Regions from separate parts of the Mus musculus genome. Here regions 1 and 2 are each linked to region 3. The links are chromatin contacts, called in public HiChIP or PLAC-seq and promoter capture Hi-C maps. All regions are on one chromosome and are shown on one strand. The core of a region is the stretch at or near the end of the contact, and the rest is flanking DNA. Distances in the headings are between cores, read along the strand shown.

Region 1 (3,703 bases), core at 1,069-3,568, 560 kb before region 3:
GTACCCAGTGGTAGTAGCACCACATGTTCCTACAGTATGAGTCCAGAGTCAGGAAACCTAGCTTCCATGACTCAACTATACAATTGCCTCATGGGCCATACTTTCTCACTGCAATAGACACTGTAGTACCCAGATCGCTGAGTTGCTGTTAGGCTGTGTCCCCCACACAGAGGGAGAATGGAATCAATCTTAGCCACCGCTTTTTGGAGGAGGAGGGGGAGGTTTCTAGGCAGAGTTTCTCTATGTAACTGTAGCTGTCCTGGAAGGTTGCAGACCAGGCTGGCCTCGAACTCACAAAGATCTGCCTGCCTCTGCCTCCCGAGTGTGCCATCACCGCCCAGCTAATCACTGTTATTATAGTTCTAAAGTATGTTTGCTTCATAAGTGAGAAGGGCTTGCTTTCTTGGGCCAGACCCTTTAGCTGGCTCTGCTCTCTCTTCCTTTAGGAGACGTTGGGACAGTTGTGCACAAAGGATCGCAGTCCTGGAAAGTCGGGGGCGGGGGTGGGTGGGGGGAGATGCCTCATTCAGAAAATGAGGTAGAAAATGAGCTCAGTCAACCAAATTGAGCAGGGGGCTGGTCGGGGTTGGGGTCGGGGTTGGGGCGGGATGTCTCTTAGGACATCCCACTTCATTCCCTCCCACCCCACCCCCACCCCACCCCACCCCACCCCCGTTCTTCCCAGGTACAGTTCAACTTTGAGATTACATAGATATTAGCGGCTGCTGCCGGTTTCTTCATCATGAAAAACCAAGGAGCTTGCTCAGACCAGAGATGAATAATCTTCTGCAAGGATGAGTGTGTTTGAGAGAGCCTGCAGACCCATAGTCTCTTCCACCTTCCCCGGCCATAGCACAGTGATAAGCAGTTTGGTTCCTTGGCATCCAAGCAACCTATTCCCTATCTTAACTGAAGAGGGAGGGTGGCACAAGGGGCCTGGAATGCGGCTGAGTCAGGCTCTGCTCATCAGCCAATCAAAAAGGTGCAGATGCAGCGCAGTGCAGCCTTAGTCCCTGGTCGGTCACACAGCCTAGCACCCCACAGCCAACTGTAAACACTATTTTTAACCTCTGTGAAAACATGTTGCTTCGGAGGAGGGCAAGCCTACAGCTGCGTTCTCCACAAACCTCTTTCCTGGGTGGAAAGACTGAGCCCTGAGGGGATCAGAGCCCTGGAAGATAGAGTTAGCAGCCGGCTAGCTCAGAGCTGGAGGAGGAAGGAGGGTTTGATGGCCCGAGGCAGAATGTCCAGTAGTCGGGTGTGAATGACCTGTTCTCTGGCTGCAGAGCTGTGTGGACCCTCAGGGTGGCCCTGGGTCTAAGGGATGATTCCTCCCTATTCCTGTTTCCCCATTAAAGAAAGTGTGCTGGGGCGGGGCAGGGGGGGGGGTGAGAAGGAGGGTTACTGATCAAGCCTAAAAGCTTCCTTTATTTTTTTTAACATGTCTACTCATATCAAGGCTTTGTCTAGCTTGTCTTTGCTATATATACAGTACTGTTCTGAACATACACACTGTGTGTTCAGTCTCCTATTTGCCATGTTCTCATTGTGAAGCTGGCCCTCTTCCTACCAGATCCCCACCATTCCATCTTGTAATTTGTAATTGCCACTTAGTTAACACTACGGCTACTGCATCCTAGCCCTGTGCCTACCGCTATGCTCTCCTTCTGGCCAGGATGAAACTGACACAATGTGACAAGAGCTAGAACATTACAACTTGAAGATTCTGAGGAGAGGCTCCACCTCCACCACCCCCATACCCACTCCTCCAAGATACTGGCCCTGGGCTTCAGGGACATGTGGCTCTGGGGAGGGGGCTCTATGAGGCACAAGCAGAGGAAAACCATCTGGAGCAGCAGAGACTGCCAAGGAGCTGCTGTCCCTGGAGCGGGAGCGGAAGCAGGGAACACAGGAGAGGGGAGCCGGAGGCTGAGTCTGGGTCCCTCACCCTCTTCTGTCTCTTAGACTTAAGTAGTAAGAGGCTTTGCTCTAGCAAAGGGCCCAGTGTCAGAGAAACCCTCCGTCTCCCCTGACTATTCTACTATTCTTCTCCCTTGACCTTACCTTGGCCCTCTCTGAGACACTGCCCTCACTGAGGGGCTGGTCTGGGGTAGAGTGGTCACTGGTTCATAAAGAAGGGACAAAGCTGGCCTACAGAAGTCCTAAAGTCCCCACCTCCTAAAGTCCTCAGGGAAGCCTCCTGTCTTCAGGGGGTGGGGCCCCTGTTATCTCATATGTTGTCACTCTCCAGGTCACTGGGGGCAGTGATTGTGTGGGGTCACCATGGCAATGAAGTGGGGGCAGGGCACCTAGGGCATGGAGCAGGACTATGGAAGACACCAAGAAGGTGGGGGGCCCTGATCCATCGGGCCCCCAGGGCCATCCACTGCCTAGCAGCCAGCAGCTAACGGGTGGCTTCAAAGTGTCCCAGGGACCATGGATGAACCCTAAATCCCTCTACTCGAAGCAAGGGCTGTCACTCTCCACCGGGGCCATCAACTCAACCTCTCAGGCTCCTGCCTCTCAACCCATGCTTCAACTACTCCATAATTCTGCTCAGGTCAACTCCCAGTGTGACTATGCACGGGCCTCCCAGGACACCTCGAGATTCTCTTCTAACCCATACCCAAACCCCGTTGTGGGAACCCAGGAGCATCTCCTCATGGATGATGGGACTCAGACTCTGCCAATGCCCCCAGACAACAACGGCACAGATGACAAAGCCCAGTACAGATTCAACCTCTCCCAGAATCAGTTACAGATTGGGAGGGAGAGCAAGGCTCCAGCTAAAGTCCTGGTAGGCTGGGGCAAAGGAACCTGTAACATTGGCCAGATGGCCTCTGAGGGCTCCAGAAAGAGTCGATGGCTACCCTACTTCCTCTCGGGAGAGAGTGGTGTAGTTGAAGGTCAAGCACCTCTTCTGACTCAGGCTCCAGTCCAAGATCAGAGGCAAGACAAGTGTCCATGTCTGGCTCAGTCTCCCACCCTAAACAAGGCGACTTCTTCACCGTCACTGCCTCTTCCAACCTCAGTGCCAGCTTCTGTCGCAGCTGTCAACGGATTACCAGCACCTGCCGCAGTTAAACCTTACACCTATAGTCCCAACTACCTGACTAATACCACTGCAGCCGCTAAAGACCTGCCTCTTGATCTAAGGAACGGGGGCAACCAATTGTCTGTTCTCTCAGATCCTTCCAAAAAGGACAAAGTATATTTTTTCCTTAAGGAGACTCCTCCCACTCCAACATCTAGTCCAGCAGAATTTTCACCCAAAATCCAGGACCAAGAAGTTGCCAAGGTGCAGGTGCCAATCCAGCAATCTGAGTACCCTGCAAAGAAGTGTCTAGTCTCCAGGCTAGACACCTTAACATCAACCTCAGAGCCTCTAGACTCTTTCAAGATACAGGAGAATAGCCACAAGGTTTGCAGCTCTCATCCAGACAAGCAGCCCCCCAATGCCTGCAACAACAACAACTGCTCTAACGTGCCACTGCCGGTCCTACAAGGAGCCTACAGCAAGCATTCCCTTCCCCAGTCTCCCAGAGGAGTCATACAGAGTCCCATTTCTGGCGCCCCAACCTGCCAGCTCCAGGATGCTGTAGAAGACCATGTGCTGGTATTTGATATGGCCACAGGCAATACAAGGATGGGGTTGTTGTGCCATGATCCCATGGGCTCACGGGCAGTGCTTGTAGGTCTCACA
Region 2 (3,367 bases), core at 117-2,616, 960 kb before region 3:
TAATCACATTTAAAAATATGCATATATATGTGTGTATATATATATGTGTGTGTATATATATATATATATATATATAACAAAAATCTCAGGGTTGGGGAGATGACTCCATAGTTAATAATGCCTGATGCTCTTACAGAGAACCTGTACCCCAGCACCCACATCTGGTGGCTCAGAAATCCAGCTTCCGACATGCTGTGGCCTCTGTGGTGGCTTGCACACTTAACGGCATATACACACAAAGACACACATACATGTAAATAAAATAACTTTTTTGGGGGTGGGGGAGGGTCGAGACAGGGTTTCTCTGTATAGCCCTGGCTGTCCTAAAACTCACTTTGTAGACCAGGCTGGCCTCGAACTCAGAAATCCACCTGCCTCTTCCTCCCGAGTGCTGGGATTAAAGGTGTGTGCCACCACGCCCGGCTATAAAATAACTTTTAAATACATCTCAAACACCCTGTTGACAGCCACTATAGCATAAAGTTGAGCCTAGACCAACTTGGCACTTATAGAGAGACTTAAATATATTTTTTCTTTAATGTTCATTGGTGTTTTGCCTGCATGTGTGTCTGTGTAAGGGTGTCAGAAACCCTGGAACTGGAGTTACAGTTATGAGCTGCCATGTGGTTGCTGGGAATTGAACCCAGGTCCTCTAGAAGAGCAGTCAGTGCTCTTAACCGCTAATCCATCGCTCCAGCTCAAGGGAGATTTCTCTGTCCAGTGGAATCAAGTGGGAAAAGAGTCGCTGAAGTAGCACAGCCTTGACCCTTATTCCCCCTTAGGTGGAAAGTTCATGTACAATTACAAGTACAATTCGCTGGAACAAGGACAATGTGAACGAACACCCAATACAACAATGGCAAGTCGTTTACACAGTTGCCTTCTTTGATCGTTAAGATAGGAAGAGCCTGCCATCATCATCATTTTTAAGGCTCCTGAAATTGCAGCGGGGAACTTGGTCAATAACACAGTGACTACAAATGACTGAACAAGCCCATCTTAGGCTTCACTTGCCAGACGACAGTTTCTGGTTAGTTCACACACGTTGGTACAACTCATCAGAACCGTTCACATTCTTATGTACCTGCTTACAAAGACACTGCTGTACCTGTACAAATCCTAAATAGAGCCAATCTCCTCCAAAGAATTGAGCAAGTGTGTGTGGCCCAAGGCGGTGCTACCTCTTGAACCCGCCCACTTAACACCTCCCTTTACTGCATCAGGAATACTGATCTCAACTTCCATAACTCCTAAGAACTGGAGGAGTAAGCACTGAAAACTACAACTCCCAAGCTCCCTAGCCCGTACACTCTACGGGACCGGTCGGCGCACAGCTTCTGGGACTTGTGGTTCTATGAAGAAACCGGTCGGCTAGGTCCCAAGGACTCCGTATCCCAGCATGCCGAGAAGCCGGAAGGCAAGCGCTCAGAGGGCGTACTGCCGCGGCCGCCGGCGGGGGCGCGCAGGCGCGGCGCCCCTGTTTGTCGGCCCCGGAGAGGGGAGGAGGTACCGTCAAGCCAAAACCCTAGCCCAGCCGGAGCTAAACGGGCTTGACTTGGGCCGGAACGAGGCACCAGTTCCCCGCAGATCGCAGAGTCTCAGAGTGGATGGAGGAAGCCTAGCCTTGAGATTAACGCTAGCCTGGCCGCTGGGCCGACGGAACCCGCAGGCAGGCGAGCCCAAGCTACCCAGGGCCTAACGACAGGTCCCCGGCAAGAAGACTTTCTCCTCGCTTTGGAACTACAACCGGATCAAACCGGAACCAGAGCCTTCCCACGGAACAGAAGCCAGTGAAGTAGCCGGGCCCGGGCCTCCCGTCGGGGCCGAACTGGGACGAGGCCCCGGGGAGGCCCCTAGGCCACCTTCCACACATTCCCTTAAGCCAACGTCCGCCAGGAAGATGCAACGCGCCCTACCTGGTGCCCGCCAACATCTGGGGGCCATCCTGGCCAGCGCCAGCGTGGTGGTGAAGGCACTGTGCGCCGTGGTACTGTTTCTCTACCTGCTTTCCTTCGCTGTGGACACGGGCTGCCTGGCCGTCACCCCAGGCTACCTTTTCCCACCCAACTTCTGGATCTGGACCCTGGCCACCCACGGGCTCATGGAACAGCACGTGTGGGACGTGGCCATTAGCCTGGCCACAGTGGTTGTGGCCGGGCGATTACTGGAGCCCCTCTGGGGAGCCTTGGAGCTGCTCATCTTCTTCTCGGTGGTGAATGTGTCAGTGGGGCTTCTGGGGGCCCTCGCCTACCTCCTCACCTACATGGCTTCCTTCAACTTGGTTTACCTGTTCACTATTCGTATCCACGGCGCCCTGGGTTTCCTAGGTGGTGTTCTGGTAGCCCTCAAGCAAACTATGGGAGACTGTGTGGTTCTGCGAGTGCCCCAGGTCCGCGTCAGCGTCGTTCCCATGCTGTTGCTGGCGTTGCTGCTACTCCTCCGGTTGGCCACGCTGCTCCAGAGCCCAGCCCTGGCTTCCTACGGCTTTGGGCTGCTATCCAGTTGGGTGTATCTTCGCTTCTATCAGCGCCATAGCCGGGGCCGAGGGGACATGGCTGACCATTTTGCTTTTGCCACCTTCTTCCCGGAGATCCTGCAACCGGTGGTGGGGCTGCTAGCGAACTTGGTGCACGGCCTCCTGGTGAAAGTAAAGATATGCCAGAAGACAGTGAAGCGCTACGATGTGGGAGCGCCGTCGTCCATCACTATCAGCCTCCCAGGCACAGACCCTCAAGATGCGGAGCGCAGAAGGTACTGGGAACTTCTCTAAAATCTTGGTAGCTAGACTGTTGGTGTGGCCACATAACCAGCCATTGAGATGTTTGCTCTATATAGGCTGGAGAGCTACAGGCAGGTGTTGGGAGCGGCTTCAGAAAAGGGATTCAGGTCTTGGCCTCGAGGGAACTGAATGTGTAGGTTTCTGGACTCTGTGTACCTCACAACTCGGACCACTAAACCTGGCTACAGAATGCCCAGTTACCTTTGGTCTTGCCTCAGAATTTCCAAATTCTAAGCACTGGTCCAGTGATAGACAGAAACTGTGGCTCTTTTCTCCTGTGATGGGAAATGGGGAAGGAGGTCTTTGTCCTTAAGTCTTTCCCTTCTTAATGTAGGATGATTGGGGTATTACTAAATTTACCCCAATCACCAACGGAGACAGGTTGTGTGCCTCACTGCGAGAGCCTCCTGACCACACCAGGCAGGTCAGAGACCTCTGCATCACCTGCTCAAGTGCAGCATCAGTAATCTCACTGCATTATTCACTGAACACGTTAGCCAAGGCAGGAGAATGCTCTTTGAATTCAGGTCTTACTTTCTGAGACCTATGGACTCTCTACAGTGTTCCCAGCTCCCAGGAGACCCAGTG
Region 3 (3,428 bases), core at 659-3,158:
GCGAGCACAGGCAGCCCTGGACAAGGCTAATGCTTCCAGGGGCCAGGTGGAACAGGCCAATCAGGAGCTTCGAGAACTTATCCAGAATGTGAAAGACTTCCTCAGCCGTGAGCCTCCCATGTGGCCCAGGCCATGTGCTTGCTTCCCTTGTGTCTGTGTGTACTTGAGTCTCGGTGTCTGCAATGGACATGTGTTTATAACCCTATGTCTGGCCCTGAGTCCCTGTCCAGTCAATGTCCCTAAGTCTGTGTCCCTTATATAGTCCCTGTTCCTTGGTTACATCCTTATGCCTGTTAGCAAACTCCTATTGCATGTGCAGTCTGAGACCCCAGAATACCAAGATTGTGTTCCCAAGGTCATGCAGGAGAGACTGTTAAGCCCTTGCCTGTGTCTCCATAGAGGAGGGAGCCGATCCTGACAGTATTGAAATGGTAGCGACTCGGGTGCTAGACATCTCCATCCCGGCCTCACCCGAGCAGATCCAGCGCCTAGCCAGTGAGATTGCAGAACGCGTCCGAAGCCTGGCCGACGTGGACACAATCCTGGCCCATACCATGGGCGACGTGCGTCGGGCTGAACAGCTACTGCAAGATGCGCACCGGGCACGGTCTGACCCCCAAGCCTGGTCCCCATTCCTGAAACCTGGTCCTGATACCTGTAGACCCTGATCTCCCCTCTTCCTCAGGAGCCGGGCCGAGGGTGAGAGACAGAAGGCAGAGACAGTCCAAGCGGCACTGGAGGAGGCTCAGAGGGCACAAGGAGCTGCTCAGGGTGCCATCTGGGGAGCAGTGGTTGACACACAAAACACAGAGCAGACCCTGCAGCGGGTATGACTTCCTTAGGACGAGGTGATGGGCATGTACTAAGGATCTGGCTTGCTTTGTCTGGGACAGGGAGGTCTTACTGTGTAGCCCTGGGCAGCCTGGAAGTTACAGAGATCAACTTGCTTCTCCTTCTCAGTTGCTGGTACTAAAGGTGGATTTGTTAAACCTGGGCCTTTCTGTGGCAGGTCCAGGAGAGGATGGCAGGTGCAGAGAAGTCTCTGAACTCTGCCGGTGAGCGGGCTCGGCAATTAGACGCCCTCCTGGAGGCCCTGAAACTGAAACGGGCAGGAAATAGCCTGGCAGCATCTACAGCGGAAGAAACAGCAGGCAGTGCCCAGAGCCGTGCCAGGGAGGCTGAGAAAGTGGGTTGGGCGAAGCCCTCTGGATGGGGTAGGGGTATTATAGTTAGAATTCCACTGAATTAGTATACCGACCCTGCCTCTTACATCTGCAGCAACTACGGGAACAAGTAGGTGACCAATACCAAACAGTGAGGGCGTTGGCAGAGCGGAAGGCTGAAGGTGTTCTGGCTGCACAAGCCAGGGCAGAACAACTGCGGGATGAGGCTCGGGACCTGTTGCAGGCCGCTCAGGATAAGCTGCAGCGGCTACAGGGTGAGGACCATGGTGGGCGGGAGCTAGAAAGGTGGGCTTGCGTGAGAAAAGACTTGAACTATTTCTTGACCCTTCTAGAGCTGGAGGGCACATATGAGGAGAACGAGCGTGCACTGGAGGGCAAAGCGGCCCAGCTGGATGGGCTGGAAGCCAGGATGCGCAGTGTGCTCCAGGCCATCAACTTGCAGGTCCAGATCTACAACACCTGCCAGTGACCACTCCCTAGGGCCTAGCCTTGTCGCCAAGCACTGTTCTGCACACGATCGTCCGCACATTAAAGAGCTCCTGGCTAGCAAGAGCTTTCAATAAACCTGTGTGAACCTCCTCTGTGTTGTCTGGCCTTTGATGGGAGGGGCGGAGGACCTTTATACACGCCATCAGCTGTAGGCTACCAGCAGAGGCCGAGCACCGGAACCCCTCCTCTTCCTTTCCCGCCCTCCCCAAAGCTGCCCTTCACCAAGAGCTCCCACTCTTGCCGGAAGTGCGTCATCAGCTCGGCACCCCGCCTCCCGTAGCCGTAGCTAGAAGTCGAAACAAAACAAGCGGCTGAAGCAGCGGCGAAGGCGGCGGTGGCGGAGGAGCCGGGACGGGGGAGGGGCGCGCCGGAACCGGAACCGACCCGACGCCGGAACCGGAATCGAGAGCGTGTTGCCAGGGCCCGAAGAGGGCTGGTGGCGGCGGTCTCGCTCGGTGAGTGGTGTGGGCCTCAAGTCGCCGGTTTGGCCGCAGCGGGGGAAGGCCGCAAGGTTGGCCCGGGGCGGGCCTGTTCAAGGTCACGGGCCGTGCCAGCCCCGACATCTCGAGCCTCGCGGCGTGCTCGGCCTACCGATGCCGACCGAGCCGTTATGCTACCCCTGTGGCCGGCCTCTCTGTTTTTAAGAGGATTAGCGGCGAGCGAGGGTGGCTTCCTGGAGGAGGTGGTGGCAGGCCTGGGATTCGGAGGCTGGAGGAGGGCAGCATCCTAGCCGGGGCGTTGGTCTGCGTTCAGTAACTCTGCGCAGCTTCTCTAACCAGCTGGGATCTCCGGATAGTTTCTCTGCCGCTTCGACGGCTTTCAGAGCATGGGGGAGGGATTCCGGCTGTGAATCGGGCCTCGGTGTAAGGAGGAAACGGCGGGTGCTCTGCCCAGAGGCCTGGACGGACTGTCACTAAAGATTCCGCTCATCACTCTTATCGTCCAAGGGTATTTTTATCACCCCACTCTCCCCTAAGGGAACACAGGCTACAGTTCAATCTCCTTCGTCTCGCAAGCCGGGCTTGAGGCTGCCAGGGCTAGTACTAGGTCTACGTTCCATCTCCACCCTCACTAGTTTTGAGAACTTCACTTTGGATGGAGGGAGCCCGAATCCACACACAGGTGGGAAACAGATCAGGCCTCCGTGGCTCAGAGCTGATGATGAAGGAAGGAACCTGGAGACAGGGGTGATGTCTGTTTCGTTGTTAAGCCTATCACCGTGTCTTAAAACTGGAGTCCACTCCTCATTTTTTTTTTTTTCGAGACAGGGTTTCTCTGTGTAGCCCTGGCTGTCCTGGAACTCACTCTGTAGACCAGGCTGGCCTCGAACTCAGAAAATCCGCCTGCCTCTGCCTCCCAAGTGCTGGGATTAAAGGCGTGCGCCACCACCACCCGCCTCCACTCCTAATCTTTAAGGCTGAGGAGAGAGAGATCGATCCTTCTTTAGGTGGAAACAAAAGATCAAGTTTCAGGAGCTGGTTTATGGCAAAAAATAGGAGCCGGCAGGAAGCAGACTAGATGCTTTAGTACCAGAGCCTTTCTGGTTAGTGGCAGCACCTGGGGCCGTTTTCAGCTTCAGAGTCTGCCCTTCTGCTGCTCTGACTATTCCTTGGTCTCCCTCTCTGCTGCCTGACTCCTTCACTCTCTACTTGTCTGGCGGTGACTAAGCAGCCGGCGAGAGTGAAGGAAGCAGAGCAGGCTGCTCAGAGTGCAGACCTGTGGGTTGGAGCCATGGCTCTCATCCAGAGGATGATC

Evidence for each region. Promoter capture Hi-C pulls out the DNA fragments that hold promoters and counts their contacts. HiChIP or PLAC-seq counts read pairs in DNA pulled down with a chosen protein or histone mark.
Region 1: a contact with region 3 is called in a promoter capture Hi-C map of hematopoietic stem and progenitor cells, with 4 times the contacts expected there. The contact joins the promoter of Actl11 here to the promoter of Usp19 in region 3. A contact is called at or near these places in 10 of 39 promoter capture datasets (3T3-L1-derived adipocytes, the SN4741 cell line, cranial neural crest and 7 more) and 2 of 9 other capture datasets (adipose tissue and macrophages).
Region 2: a contact with region 3 is called in an H3K4me3 HiChIP or PLAC-seq map of bone marrow-derived macrophages, with 5 times the contacts expected there. The contact joins the promoter of Tmem115 here to the promoter of Usp19 in region 3. A contact is called at or near these places in 1 of 39 promoter capture datasets (liver) and 1 of 115 datasets of contacts at active chromatin or transcription factors (bone marrow-derived macrophages).

What each region holds. Positions count from the first base shown.
Region 1 is chr9:107,926,151-107,929,853 of GRCm38.p6, forward strand. It overlaps Actl11 (actin-like 11), which reads left to right and starts at 2,319. Exons shown (of 1, transcript NM_026338.3): 1 at 2,319-3,703. The coding sequence starts at 2,330.
Region 2 is chr9:107,532,579-107,535,945 of GRCm38.p6, forward strand. Tmem115 (transmembrane protein 115) reads left to right here and starts at 1,367. Exons shown (of 2, transcript NM_019704.2): 1 at 1,367-2,751. The coding sequence starts at 1,901.
Region 3 is chr9:108,488,768-108,492,195 of GRCm38.p6, forward strand. It overlaps Usp19 (ubiquitin specific peptidase 19), which reads left to right and starts at 1,909. Exons shown (of 27, transcript NM_027804.4): 1 at 1,909-2,128. It overlaps Lamb2 (laminin, beta 2), which reads left to right. Exons shown (of 33, transcript NM_008483.3): 28 at 1-107; 29 at 400-607; 30 at 686-827; 31 at 1,010-1,186; 32 at 1,279-1,438; 33 at 1,517-1,763. The coding sequence ends at 1,653.